2 separate regions of the Sus scrofa genome follow, and region 1 is linked to region 2. A link is a contact called in public HiChIP or PLAC-seq data. All regions are on one chromosome and are shown on one strand. The core of a region is the stretch at or near the end of the contact, and the rest is flanking DNA. Distances in the headings are between cores, read along the strand shown. Region 1 overlaps ATRN (attractin). Region 2 overlaps C17H20orf27 (UPF0687 protein C20orf27 homolog).

Region 1 (7,245 bases), core at 2,143-4,642, 180 kb before region 2:
CTGGGCATAGAAGGGCCCCAGGTTCTCACTCTCAGGCAGTTTGTAGTTGATATTCCACAATCACATTTTGTCTTTTTGAGTCCAGAGTCCTATAACTGTGGTGATACCTTCACTTAGGTAGCTACTCACAGGACAAGGCCTTTTCAACACCGCTGGCTTTGGTACAGAGCAGTTAGGGGGAAATGTTCTTCTCATCCAGCAGGTAGGAGGACTGGGCAGCCCTTCTGTGGAAAGGACATGGGAAGTGTGGTCTGGGTCTTGGCTACACGTGGCCTCTGTGTACCACCTAGGGCAGCATCCTGTGATGGTAGGAGGTGCCCTGTATTTTATTTTACTCCAGTCTTTTTTTCCAGTGCAACTTTGGTATGGTTTGGATACTCAAACTACCATTGGTACATTATAAATATGATTAACTCGGGGGACACTGCGGCCTCATTTGATGTCTTATGATATTTTGAAAGATGTTTCAAATTTCTTAGTCTCCACTGGAAACTACCCATGTTGTTTGTTTCTCTTTTCCTCATCTCCACAAATAGGCCTTTCCCAATGTTCTGTCCTTGGCTCTTTGCCCATCCTAAATTTAGTCACTCCCTTGGAAAATTGATGGCTTACAACTTTGCCCTTTATGAACAACCCCCAGTTCCATATCTCTGAAAGGATACCTGGTGAGAAGGGGTCAGCCATCCCAGCTGGCACAGATGGATCTTCTGGTCCTTCGTCTCTCATCCTTAGGTTTCCGAGCTCTAGAAAGTTCTGAATAGTTTAATCTGCTGGGATCACCTTTATACAACAGGAATTCATGGTCTTGTGACAAAGGACTGACAAATGAGAGACAACTAAAGTGTAATGTGCTTTCACGGCTGTCAGTTTATACGTAGAGCCCAGGCTTGAATGGAAAAAATAAGGAAGAGCACTGTAGCCTTTAGGGCAGAGGCTGGCTGACGGGCAGCTAGACGAGGTAAGCGTGAGGATGAGAAGGAATGAGTTGGTTTCTCTGTGCATTAGGTCCCCCATGTTTAAGATGCAGAGATTGAGGGATGTACTGCAGGTAAGTTTGTGTGGCTGGCTGCAGGCTGGATGGAAGGGTATTGCTGTAGCTAAAGGATTTTCTCAATCCTTGGAGACCTTGTCTACCATGCTGATGGCTTGAAATTTTATCATGAAAACAAAAGGAGGTTATTGAAAGACTTTTAAGGGTGTTTGTAATTATCTTTCCTTATTATTCCTTAGAAGTAATACGTATTTCTAAGGAAATTTTTAAAATACATTAAAAATAAGAAAATAAATATCACTCATTACAACTAAAAATAACTACTTGGGGTGTTTTTAATTCTTTTAGGTCTTTTAATAGGCATGTTTATTTTTTCCTCTCAAAAATGGAAATACTGTACATTTTGTTTTCTAACTGCCAAAATTAAAAATGCCTTTCATTTCTGTGCTAAACTTTGTTCAATGTTTTTTTTAATTGCAACAAAAAGGAAATTTCAGTAGAGCAGGAAACAGACTCTCCCAGGAATCCATTGTCCTATTATTCCCCATAAAATTCAGTGACAGCCGATACCCCCCTCGTTTGAAGTGGGAATCTTCAATCATCTCACCTAGTGGAACTCCCAAAACAGGCTTAGATAATGACCTGAGGGTAGGCCTATAATCAATATTTCACGTATAAATAGATATTTCAGCCAAGTTGGAGGTAGTTGTTTCTTCATAGCATTTGTCAAAGAAATTTAGGAGCCTAATTATTACTTTGTTATTAATCTCTGCGAAATTTCTGATGTCTTCTCTGAGTTACATTTCTGTCCTTTGTCAAATGACCGTGTTAAAGTGCCAGGCATGATATGTAGCATAGAAATGATGGTCTGCCGTGGCTGATTCGGGATAGGAAAGTTTTCCTATATCTTTTGGGTAAATGTAACTTAATGGTTTTTATCTAAAAGCCTATTTTGGTCAAGACATTGATTATTTTCATAGCTGTGCCTGTTTTGCCTACAGTCCAAACTCACCTTAACCCCATGGGTTGGCCTTCGGAAGATTAATGTGTCCTACTGGTGCTGGGAAGATATGTCCCCATTCACAAATAGTTTGCTACAGTGGATGCCATCTGAGCCCAGTGATGCTGGATTCTGTGGAATCTTGTCAGAGCCCAGTAGTCGGGGCTTAAAGGCTGCAACCTGCATCAACCCTCTCAACGGTAGTGTCTGTGAGAGGCCTGGTAAGTACATGGGTGAATTTTGCGTTACTGGAAGTTTTTTGGAAGAGAAACTGTAGAAAGCATAGTTAAGTATTGTAACATTTTCATGAAAAACAGAGAGAGTCTTGATTTCAAGCATGTGAAACAGAATATAACCTGGGATTTTTAAAGCAGAAGCAAGTTGTCTCTGGCTATGAATAGTGTGAGCCATAAGCAAAAACAAAGATAACTTAACATTGATATTCTCATTAATAGTGAGATTAATTGGTTTGTTGACCACTAAAGGTATTGATCCATGCTGAAAGGCAGATTTCTTGGTGTTGGCAGAAAAATGCTATGGAAGAAGGAACAAAAAAATGCAAAGAAAATACTTTAATAAAAAAATTTGGAGTTCCTGTCATGGTGCAGCAGAAACAAATCCGACTAGGAGCCATGACGTTGTGGGTTTGATCCCTGGCCTCGGTCAGTGGGTTAATGATCCAGTGTTGCCGTGAGCTGTGGTGTAGGTCGCAGATACGGCTCAGATCTGACATTGCTGTGGCTCTGGCATAGGCCGGCAGCTTCAGCTCCATTTAGACCCCTAGCCTGGAAACCTGCATGTGCAGCAGGTGCAGCCCTAAAAAGACAAAAAGACAAAAATAAATAAATAAATAAATTTTAATGCAAAGAAGGAATTTCTGTTTGGCTCAGCAAAAACAAACCCCATTAAGATGGGGGTTCGCTCTCTGGCCTCTCTCAACAGGTTAAAGGATCCAGCGTTGCCATGAACTGTGGTGTAGACCAAAGATGCAGCTCGGATCCTGCGTTGCTATGGCTGTGGTGTAGGCTGGCAGCTGCAGCTCCAATTCAGCCCCTTGCCTGGGAATTTCCATATGCCATGGGTGTTGCCCTAAAAAGGGAAAAAAAAAAAATGCAAAGAAAAGATCGAAAATCAGGCAGACCACTGCAGAGACAGTGGACAGAAAGACAGCGTCAGTGGGGAGAAAAATAATGGCAGCAGTTGTGTCAGGAAACAAGCAAACCTTGAGCACACTGAACTTGCAGGAGAGTGCAGAAGGCACTGACGTGTGGGGCAGCCTCACAGGCCTGAAGCTCTCCTCTGGGGACATTTGGGCTTCTCAAGGGCAGGCACAGGGTGGCGTCTCCAGCACGCAGACAAGCCCTAGACCAGCGTCCTCCTCCTACCGAGGGACTCACAAGCAGCAGCTGGAATGTTGTGAATGCTTCGGGGAGGCCAGACTCCATTGACATCATGTCTCATTATAGGAAGGTCCTGTAATTCGCCTGAGGAGCACAGAGGTGTGGAAGAGGATTTATAGCACGTAGGAGTCACCTTCAGATATGATTTCTAACCTTCCCGTGAGGGGAGCTTTTCAGCCATTTGGGATCCCGAATGCTTTGGTGAATTTAATGAGCACTGTAATTTTTCTTGGCCCCAAATATACAAAGAGACAGTTTTGCCTCGATGGGTGGTAAAAACCCTGATTGTAAGGAACTTTAGAACACTTCTCTTGTGGAGAGGTTAGCCTGTTTTCCTCATGTCTGTCCTCAATGCTCTTTGAAAAGAAAAACCGCCCCCCCCATATAAATAGAGTTTACTAGACACTACGCAATGACCTAAGACTTTATATTTTCTTCTTCATTTAGTATAATCCACTGACTCTATTTCATGACACACTAGTGGGTCATAGCCCACACTGAAAAGTCTTCGACCTTTGCAAAGCTTCAAGTGTCTCTCTTGGGTTTACTTTCCAGCGAACCACAGTGCCAAGCAGTGCCGGACGCCATGTGCCTTGCGGACGGCGTGTGGAGAGTGTACCAGCGGCAGCTCGGAGTGCATGTGGTGCAGCAACATGAAGCAGTGTGTGGACTCCAATGCCTATGTGGCCTCCTTCCCCTTCGGCCAGTGCATGGAGTGGTACACCATGAGCAGCTGCCCCCGTGAGTGAAGAGTGAGCTCTAGGCACTCACAAGTGCCATGTGTTTGGGCGACAACTCTTGTGTTAGGGCAGTGCTGACAGCCTCTGAACATTCTAGGGATGAGACCAGACTTGGCCTTCTGCTCAGGTCTGTCCAGAGACTGCCTGACGTGAACCTGCAGGCAGAATCAAGCACATTGACCCACGTAAATAGACGGAGGATAGTTTCTGAGTACAGAAATAACTTATCCAGCCTCAGTATCATATTGCTTAATCCATGTAATATTTCCATGTCTTATTCCCCGAATTCATGAAGAAAGTGTTTTCCAGTTGATAATCTCTAAGGTCTCTTCTGCCTCCAATATCCTGGGATTGAGAGAGGAGGGGCGTAGTCTCTATTATATGTCAGGCAAAATATGGGCTCTTTAAAGATTTATTATGTCGTTTAAACAGTCACAATAGAATAGAAAGTTTGACTCATAGAAGTTGAATAGTCTTTTAAAGAAAAAGGTGATTTAGGAATTCCCTGGTGGCGCAGTGGGTTAACATGTCACAGCAGTGGTTTGGGTCACTGCTGTGACGTGGGTTCAGTCCCTGTCCCAGGAACTTCTTTTGCTGTGGATGTGGCCAAAAAAAAAAAAAAAAGAAGAAAAAGAAAAGGGTAAATTTAATGAATTTACATAATGTGATAGTGAATTATAACATGTTTTTTTATAGCTGAAAATTGTTCAGGCTACTGTACCTGTAGCCATTGCTTGGAGCAACCAGGCTGTGGCTGGTGTACTGATCCCAGCAATACTGGCAAAGGGAAATGCATAGAGGGCTCCTATAAAGGACCAGTGAAGATGCCTTCTCAGGCCCCCTCAGGAAGTTCCTATCCACAGCCCCTTCTCAATTCCAGCATGTGTCTGGAGGACAGCAGATACAACTGGTCTTTCATCCATTGTCCAGGTAAGATGCCTTGTGTATCCAGAATCAAGTGTTTCACTACCCGTTTACAAAGATGCATGCCTTGAAAGCTACATTATTTATATGGATTTTCTTTAAGAAAAAAATGTAACAGATCGTTTTAGGATGAATAGTTTAATATGAAAAAAAATTTTTTTTTTTTTTGGCTTTTTTTGCCATTTCTTGGGCCGCTCCCGTGGCATATGGAGGTTCCCAGGCTAGGGGTCAAATCGGAGCTGTAGCCGCCAGCCGACGCCAGAGCCACAGCAACGCGGGATCCGAGCCACGTCTGCAAGCTACACCACAGCTCACGGCAACGCCGAATCATTAACCCACCGAGCAAGGGCAGGGACCGAACCCACAGTCTCATGGTTCCTAGTCGGATTCGTTAACCACTGCGCCATGACGGAACTCCGAAAAATATTTTTGATGTCAATTAGTGAAAATACTAAGGACTTCAAGTGAGTTATTTTGCTTTTACTACAAAAGTAATAAAATGTGTTCATTATAAAAAATTAAATATTAGAGATGCAGATTAAAAAAAAAAACTAGAATTCCTCTTTTCATCCCAGTTCTTCATAGAAGACTTATAGGAGTGTAATATAGATACCGCTAGATACATATTTTTAAAATAAAAAATACTATGCTGTATACTATGCATATGATATATATTATTCTGCAGTTTTCTTTTTACTTAAAAATACATCAGGAGTTCCCGTCATGGCGCAGTGGTTAACGAATCTGACCAGGAAACATGAGGTTGCAGGTTCGATCCCTGCCCTTGCTCGGTGGGTTAACGATCCGGCGTTGCCGTGAGCTGTGGTGTAGGTCGCAGACGCGGCTCGGATCCCGCGTTGCTGTGGCTCTGGCATAGGCTGGCGGCAACAGCTCCGATTAGACCCCAAGCCTGGGAACCTCCGTATGCTGCGGCAGTGGCCCAAGAAATGGCAAAAAGACCAAAAAAAAAGTACATCATAGCAATTGTTGGGGGGAAGACTAAAAATAATATCTGCCAACCCCCAGATTCCTCTCCACAGATGCAGAAACGAAAGAACTGTTTTATTATTGAATAAGCATTAAACCAGACTGTGGTGCCCATCGCCGCAATCCACTAATGAGAATGCAAAGTCAGAGAAATTCCACCCTTCTAAACAGCCCAGCATGTATAATCTGTCATATACATGTTCTCAAAATGAAGATACCTTGTCTTCATGTGAGAGGTTTTGACAGCACTGTTTGCTCTACATTCTTTCATAGTTTATTCTCAATTTGCCTAGATGGCCACCTGTATTAGTTATTATCTTTACCCAATGGAGGAAAAAAAAAACAAAAACCAAGCAGATGGTGACAGTTTGGACCCATTCCCATAGTGGAGGCGGTGGGTAGGGCGCTGCCTACCTTGATGTTTACATTTCAAAAAGATGGCTCATTAGTCCTTAAGAAAAATATCCCTCCATCTTGGTGCTAACCTGAGGCTTCTGTGGGTTTTCAAACACAGGTTTTCATAATGAAATGCTCTTAGAAAAGGGAGAAGGAAAACACTCTTTCCCTCTGACAAGAGAGAAAAAGGAAAAATGCAGCCTGCCTTGCTTGCCTTTCTCCCCCCGGCTCTTTGCCCTCCCCTCCCCTCCTCCCTCCCTCCCTTCCCTTCTCCCCATCCTTCCCTTCTCTCTGTCCTTTCCAGTAGTTGATGCAAGAAGGAATAGACCTTTAGCTGACCTAAAGTTTGGGCCTTGACCTATGGGGTAGCTGTCCTGAGACGCCAACCCTGGGAAATTGGCCTTTGCCTCAGACTTTCAGTAACTACTAAGGAATGTACCGATGGGCCTCCAGAACAGTTGGGGGAGGCTAGGCAGGTGCCAGGACGCCCAAGAGGTTAGTGGATGAGAATGGTGCTTCTGGCCACAGGGCTCTTTGTGAGGATGTCTGTAAGGGAAAGACCACTGTAAACAAGGGGTCTCAGACTGGGAGAAAATACCTGTAGTGTATATAGCAAATGGTTATCATCCAGAATATGTAAGCCTCTACCTTTCAGGAGAAGAAAAGCCAAATGTCAGCCCAGCAGAAAAAGTGGGCAAAGGATGTCCAGTCATTCTCAGAAAAGGAAATCGAGAAAACAGGAAAACGCAAAATAAAATGAGAAACCAACTTTTGATCTACCAAACTGGATTAAATGTTTTGTCCTTT
Region 2 (7,524 bases), core at 3,396-5,895:
CGGAGTCGGCCGTGCTGCAGCACGCGGTGCAGGCGGCGTTGGGCCCCCGCGGCTTGCGCGTGGTGGTCCCGCACGACGTGGGCCTCACCATCCTTAAGGGCGCCGTGCTCTTCGGACAGGCGCCCGGTGTGGTGCGAGTGCGCCGCTCGCCGCTCACTTACGGCGTGGGAGTGCTCAATCGCTTCGTGGCTGGGCGCCACCCACCCGAAAAGCTGCTGGTTCGCGACGGCCGCCGCTGGTGCACCGACGTATTTGAGCGCTTCGTGGCCGCCGAGCAGTCGGTGGCCCTGGGTGAGGAGGTGCGGCGCAGCTACTGCCCGGCGCGCCCGGGCCAGCGGCGCGTCCTTATCAACCTGTACTGCTGCGCCGCCGAGGACGCGCGCTTCATCACCGACCCGGGCGTGCGCAAGTGCGGCGCGCTCAGCCTAGAGCTCGAGCCGGAGCCCGCGGAGGGCGGCCCCAACGCTGCCGGAGCGCCCCCTGGCCGCCGCGAGATCCGCGCCGCCATGCAGTTTGGCGACACAGAGATTAAGGTTACTGCCGTCGATGTCAGTACCAATCGTTCCGTGCGCGCCACCATCGACTTTCTTTCCAATTGAGGGCGCGAGCACGATGCCAGCCCCACCTTGGCCCAGCCGCACCCTTTTGGCTCCAGGGCCTGGGGAGCCGGCTGGGGCCATGCTGCCCCGGGAGATGAGGTCGCAGGAGGGATGGGTGGGGACACATCCAGAAACTCTGGCTTTGGGATTGGGGCCTGGTCCCATGACTGGAAGGTCGAAGGGCCCTGTCAAGGACTGAGATCAAGACGACTTAGGTTTCTAAGACGGTGTGCCCGCAGGGAGCTCTTGATCCAGAAAGCAGAGAATGCACCAGAAGAGTAGAGTCCTGGTCTGAACTGGGGGCCAGGGGGGGAGTGGGGAGGGGGGTTGGGGTGGAGGCAGCTGGGAGAAGCTAAGCAACGCTACTGCAGGTGAGGCCGCAGGAGAAAGGAGGCTGTGCAGGGCCTGGGCCTGGGGGCAGAGTGCAGGGATTGGCTCAGCCTGTGTAAGGGAGCTGGGCAGCACAACAACAGGAAGGCGGACCTGAGAGGGCTAGAGGTAAAAGGACCTTCCTTCCTGGGTGCGGTACTGACCACCCAAGTATGAATGCTGAGGAAGGGCAGTGGTAGGTTCTGAGAAGGGTGCAGGGTGAAGGCACTTATAAGAGGATGTGGGGGAACATGTTGGGGTGTTGGGGGGGGGCTTTCCTTTATCTGAGAAGGTCCCAAGGCCAGCCTATAAATGACCCACTTGAACTCTATCCAACCACCTAAGTGGAGGAGGGGAGGGAAGGCAGAGGGGGCACTGACTGAGGGCTGGTCCCACCTCTGCCCCCTCAGCTCTGCTGGCAGCTCAGTGTACCTGCCTGAGCCCCCTTGGGTGACAATAAAGCATGCTCAAGGTGAAGCCATAGCCTCCAGGTACCTCATGAGAGGGAACCCCAAAAGCAGAGTTGTGGAGAAGGGCTGGGAACTGACTAAAAGGAGGTGCTCCTGTCTCCAGGTCAAGCCCCCTAAGCTGAACAACCGATTCCACAGACCAAGCTCTGACCTGGGCAGAAGGCTCCCCATTCAAACTCCGTCTTGGCGACTGTTCCCAGGCCTAAAATGCCACCACCTATGCATACATCTTTGGGGGCTGGGGGCTGTAATACCATGAAGTGACCCTGCCTCCAAAAAGAATGAGTTTAGCCAGAACTGTTCCTTGGCTCAACTGCAGAAGGGTGGGCATCCTCAGAGCCCTGGAGAACAAAAATATCCTGCTGGCCTCTGGTGTCCAATGGAAGTTTTATTTCTTTAGGATTTTAGCCCAACCAGTCATTTAAAAACCAAGTAACACAGACCTGGGGAGTAGGGGCTGGGGACCGCACCTCCCTCCTACTCACCATGGACAGCAGTGGAAAAGAGGGAGGGGACAGGAGAGGTGGCCAAAGCGAGACAGCAGCAGCAATACTGGTGGCAGCTATGCCACAGAGCCAGCTCCCTCCTCTCCCAGGCCCTGGCAGGAGCCCCTATGGCTTGGGGAGGATGGTTGGTAAAACCCGCCCCAGGCTCTCCCCCATCCCTCCTCAGATAGCCTCCCTGGGGGCTCAACCCATTTCTTCCGGCAGGAGACTGAGGCACACCGAGAGGAGGAAGTGGGAGAGGAGGACGCTGGGGAGGCAGGGAGGTGGCACACATATGAGGTGAGAGGTGTGGGCAGGGCTCTGGCTTGGAGGCCCTTGGACCCTCCACCTCCATGCCCACCCCGGGGAGGGGTGCGGAAGCTACACCGTCACGCAGCATTCAGGGAGAGGAGGTGGGGTTTAAGGCTGAGGGGCCCCAAGGCAGGCGGGGGCGCGGGCCTCAGTCGAAGCCGTGCCAATCACTGTGCTCCGAGTCGTATTCAAGCTCAGCACCCACGCACTTGACACCATCTAGCAGCATGGGTGTGCCGTGGTGTCGGTCTGCAAGGCAGGCGACATGTCAGTATGCCAGGCTGGAGCCCAGCCCCAGCTACTCCAAGGGAACTGCCACCCTCCCTCCTGGCTCCGCTAGGGGCGTGGGGAGGAGGGCACCCACGAAGGAGCTGGGAATGGGCGGGGGCAAGGATCCCTTTCTCCGATGCAAGGGGGTGGGGAAACCCCTTGTGGCCAAATGGGTGCCTCCCTCCTCCAGCCAGACCCACGCCTCACGCTCTCACCCATGACGCGTGCCTGTACCACGACCCGCACGCAGGTGCCGGTGCCACCTTCACAGGCCAGCAGCATCTCCTCCTTGAGGACGCCCTCCTTGTGCGCCGAGTACTCACACTTGACGCTGTAACCTGCCCAGGTGATCGACATCTCTGCAGCCTCCCGCCCCGACCCCCAGCACCCATTGCCCCCCAGGACTGGCTGACTCCTCCAAAGGAGTGGGGAAGGCCCAGGACCCACCCCCCCAGGGCTGTGCGCACTGGCCTCTGGAACTTCACATTTTTCAGTGAGCTCCACATGACTTCGCCCACAGGCTTCCAAGAGGTGGGACTCCCCAGTAAGGTAGGTGGGGAGAGGGGGTGACGGGAGGGAGGAGTAGGGCAGGGCTCAAGCAGATCAGGTGGCAAGAGGCGAAGGCTGAGAGGGCTTGCTCAATCTGCTTAAGGGCAAGGTCATGAGATGAAGGTAGGGGGACATGAAACTGAAGCTGGGGCTTCAGCACATGGTGAAACTGATACCCTAGCCTTTGGGAGCTGGTGGGGGTGGGGTGGGGAGCTGCTGAAGCTGGCAGGGTACAAAGAAGCAGCCCATGTCTGGTGGGTGCTGGGAGGTAGCTGCCTGGAGGTCCTGAGGTTCCAGTGGATTCTTCCTGAGGTGCAGGAAAGGGAAGGCTCTAGGCAGCCCACTGAGGGAACTACCAGGCAATGAACAGATACAGACCAACTCTGTGAGCCTGTGGACTTGCGTCCAGAGAGTGTGGCCTGGGATGGGGGCCCACACTGCAAGCCTATAAAGAGGCATCATGGCCCCAGAGTGCTGAGCTGCCCGGGGTGGGGAGGCGGAAGTACCCCATGCTCTCACTCCCACTCACATGCAGGCCCTGCTGGAAAAGGGGACGCACCTTCTGGGATGGGCATGACGCTGAGGAGCTTGAGGTGCAGGCTGGGGACAGGTGCCTCTCGGACGTCCTTGCTCAGCCTGTGCACTGGGGGCAGAGTGAAGGTAATCTCATACCTGTGCAGGATCTTCAGGAAGCCAACCTGCAGCAGGAGGGGTGGGGTAAGGAGGCACCTTCACTCTCAATCTCCCCCCGGGGCCCACCCAGGTTGTGCCACCTATGAGCTCTGTACATGAGCAACAGAAATTGCTCAGGCCCTACACTGGCTTCCTCCATAATCCCAGGGGACCCTGACTCCCTCCATCTAGCTGGTCCATACCTCTGGCCTGGTAGTTCCAGGCCCTTTCTCCAAGGCTCCACCCCTACACCTTGGCCAGCACACTCCTTAGCATCTGTCTCATGGGCCCTGAAGTTCCTCAGTGGCCCATTCTGTAGGTGATGAAATGGAAGCCAGGAAACAGTTGGCTGAAGGCCATTGCAGCCAGGGTATAGTCCTTTCCGGACCTCTTGGCTACTCCTGCCACAAGTGGCACGCAGCAAGTCACCAGCCACTGCCACAGGGGAGGCTCAAAGCCCCATGACACAGGCCATCCACCTGCCCCATCACTACCAGTATGTGCCCAGAGCTAAGAGGCCAGGATCAGACCCCTGGTCCTTTAGTCACTCACGTGGAGCCACCAGGCAACACAGCACATGATGGAGGGTGGGACAGAACTACAAAAAGTGACACTAGGCCAGCTGTGTCAGTCCAGAGCTGACCGACAGGCCTGGCACCAGCCATGGAACTCAGGCTCCAGCCTGCCCTGTTGGCACGTGGACACGGATGCCTGCCTGCCTGCCTACTCAAAGGCTCTCTGTGCCCCAAAGCCTTGATTCACGGCCTGAGCAATTTCTGTTGTTCATGCACAGAGCTTGGCAACCCATGCCCTCTGGGACAGATGCCATCCTTAGAAACTCCAGTCGTATGAAGGGTCAGAGCCAGGGTGGGTCGGCTGACTGGAGTGCCAGTCCAGGAGGCACAGGGGTGCAGCAATGTGTGTCCTTGCAGGGGCACACGCTCTCCTCAGTTTCAGGAACTAGGTGGCCTTGTCCCTGAGAGAGCCCTTCAGTGGGATCAGGATGATGTCACTGCACAATTAAAGCTCAGTCCCTGCCCTCCCCCCCACTCTGCTGGTAGAGGGCACACCTCTGAAGAGGGCTTTCTTTCTTTCTCTCTCTCTTTTGTTTTGTTTTGCTTTGCTTTTTAGGGCTTTACCCGCGGCATATGAAGGTTCCCAGGCTAGGAGTCGAATCAGAGCTGTAGCTGCCAACCTATGCCACAGCCACAGCAACATGGAATCTGAGTCGCATCTGTGATCTACACCACAGCTCACGGCAACACCGGGTCCTTAACTCACTGAGCAAGGCCAAGGATCAAACCTGCATCCTCATGGATGCTAGTCAGGTTTGCTTCCACTGAACCACAGCAGGAACTGAGAGGGCTTTCTGGTTGTACCTGCCAATGGTGACCCTGAATCCAGCTCCACCATTTGCAGAATTTTCCAGGGGAATACTCAGATGTGCAAAAAAATACTTGTCACTGCTCTACTTAATACAAAATAGAAACAACCATAACACCAGGAATGGGGAAACCAGCTAAATCAATGATAATACATATAATGGAACACCAGGCAGTTGTAAAATCTCGTGGAAAATTATTTACTGACACAGGCAGGAGATGGTTCACAACAGAAGCAAGCAAAAAACAGTGTGTAGTGTGATACCAGCTTTTTGTTTTTGGAAACGAAGCTAATAAAGGAACTGGAATGACGCACATCAAAATATTAACCATGGTTATTTCTGGATAGTATGACTGCGGGTACTTGTAAATTTCTTTGTAGTTTGCTCTGTCTTCCACAGTTTCTCTAACGGACATGAATGGATTTTGCAACGGGAGGCGGGGAGCTATTTTTGAAAGTTTGGGTTCATTCTGTTTATTCCCCTGTGGAAGCTGTCAGCTGTAGGAGAAAGAGCAAGGGTTTTAGAGTTGGCCAAAAATGGGTCTGAATCTGGGCCCCTCTTCAGGGTGGTCTCAACAGACCGGATGCCACACCCCCACCGCCAAGCCCTCCAGGGCTCAACTCTGGAGCTCTGGTTTACTATCCAACCCGAAGGCCGTGTTCCCCAATTAATCCTGCCCCTCCCAAGTGGCTGTGGGATCCAACAGTGTCCCAGCAGTTGGAGGAGCCACAGTAGAGGGTGTGTGAGGTGTGGCCACGAGGAGAGGGAGAGCGAGAAAAACACGGGGTGGAGCGGGGAGCGGATAACTACTACTGCAAAGAGCTTAAATCAGCCAGAGGTTTGGCAAAGAAGAGTAAATAAAGTCACACCTTGTTATGAGCATAATTAGCCTCACGCCTGTGTGACACCCGTACCTCCTTCCATTTCCAACTCCTTGGGGTGTGAACTGTCTCTACTTCAGAGAAGAGAAAACTGAGATGACCTGCCCAAGGTCACAAAGCCAGAACAGCAGGCATGAACTTGAACCCAGACCTGTGATACCACAGCCGTGACAACTGCCTTCTGATCGCAATTGTCATGGTGGTGGTGATGCCCATAGCAACAGCTCCACTTCCATGCAAATACCATCCTAAGTACACTCATCTCATTGTGGTTTCACACTTTCCATTTTACAGATGGGGAAACCAAGGCCCAGGGAAGGACAAAGATGTGCCTCTGGAGCCAGCTTAGAGGAAATGCAGCAGGCTCAGGAAGCCAGGCTGATTGGGCGGGGACCGGGGGTGAGGGAGGAGGGGATTGGGGGGCATTGCCACATACCTTGACCAGAAAGCTGCTCTCACTCTCCTGGCTGACCATGACCACGGAGTCATGCAGCTTCTCATCAAAGTGGACATGGCTCTGGGAGCCTTCTGCATCATGGCCTGTTGCAAAGCGGATACTCCGGACTCTGGGCTTGTTGCCTATGAAGAGAGTGAGAGAGGCTCCGGGGGCTGTCGCCTTTGCTGCTCCCCAGGAACCAGCTGCAACATGTCGCCGCCCTGCCCCCTGCCCTTCACATCACCCAGCATCCACAGCTGGGCTGCATCTTACTGGATAATGGAGATCAGGAGGCTTGAGGCTCTCACCTGCCCCTACCTGCTCATCCTCCCCAGACAGGACTCATCCTGAGTGGCTGTGGGGGAGCATTCAGGGGTTAGCTGGTACGACCCTTCGCTTAGAGAGAATGGGGCTGACAGGGAAGAGACTCAGCAAACATCAGGCAGTGCGGGACTCTGCCCTGGTCCTCAGGACACCCCGCCCCGTGCTCCCCCGAAGGGCCAAGCCCCCCATCTCTGGGATCTCCTCTTCCAGGTCATCAGTGTCTGAGGCCTCCTGCCTGCCCCTCCTACTGACCCCTACCTCAGAGGGGAGGAGGGCAGGGACAGGAACTGACTCTGTGGGACCTGCCCTGGGGGCTAGAGAAACAGAAGGTCAAAAACCATACTCAGGAGTTCCCATGGTGGCTCAGTGGTTAACGAATCCGACTAGGAACCATGAGGTTGTGGGTTCGATCCCTAGCCTTGCTCAGTGAGTTAAGGATCCGGTGTTGCCATGAGCTGTGGTGTAGGTCGCAGACACGGCTTGGATCTGGCGTTGCTGTGAGCTGTGATGTGGGTCCCAGACGTGACTCGGATCCCGCATTGCTGTGGCTCTGGTGTAGGCCGGTGGCTACAGCTCTGATTCAACCCCTAGCCTGGGAACCTCCATAAGCCGCAAGAGCGGCCCTAGAAAAGTCAAAAAGACCCCAAAAAACACACAAAAAACCATACTCAGCCCTCCTTAAGAGGGGCTGCTGCTGCCTCTAAAACTCATCACTGATCCCAGGCAGGTGGGAAGGAAGAACCCAGGGCAACCTCCAGGAATCCTCCCAGAGC

What was found. HiChIP or PLAC-seq counts read pairs in DNA pulled down with a chosen protein or histone mark.
Region 1: an H3K27ac HiChIP or PLAC-seq map of skeletal muscle shows a contact between it and region 2. The contact joins two enhancer-like sites. A contact is called at or near these places in 5 of 47 Hi-C or Micro-C datasets (embryonic fibroblasts, epiblast stem cells, fetal heart ventricle and 1 more) and 2 of 2 datasets of contacts at active chromatin or transcription factors (alveolar macrophages and skeletal muscle).

The regions. Positions count from the first base shown.
Region 1 is chr17:32,132,283-32,139,527 of Sscrofa11.1, reverse strand. ATRN (attractin) reads left to right here. Exons shown (of 30, transcript XM_021077392.1): 16 at 1,993-2,212; 17 at 3,947-4,132; 18 at 4,828-5,061. Among named protein-coding and RNA genes, the nearest start is that of GFRA4, 96 kb to the right of the region's middle. Within about 2 kb of position 3,392, at least 1 of the 83 cell types and tissues checked has an H3K27ac peak or open chromatin away from gene starts, as enhancers often do. A contact at or near this core is called in skeletal muscle, where this site is marked.
Region 2 is chr17:31,951,037-31,958,560 of Sscrofa11.1, reverse strand. It overlaps C17H20orf27 (UPF0687 protein C20orf27 homolog), which reads right to left. Exons shown (of 6, transcript XM_021077382.1): 3 at 6,428-6,570; 4 at 3,614-3,752; 5 at 2,721-2,843; 6 at 1,807-2,484. The coding sequence ends at 2,384. It overlaps HSPA12B (heat shock 70 kDa protein 12B), which reads left to right. Exons shown (of 13, transcript XM_021077380.1): 13 at 1-4,080. The coding sequence ends at 599. Among named protein-coding and RNA genes, the nearest start is that of C17H20orf27, 12 kb to the right of the region's middle. Within about 2 kb of position 4,645, at least 14 of the 83 cell types and tissues checked have an H3K27ac peak or open chromatin away from gene starts, as enhancers often do. A contact at or near this core is called in skeletal muscle, where this site is marked.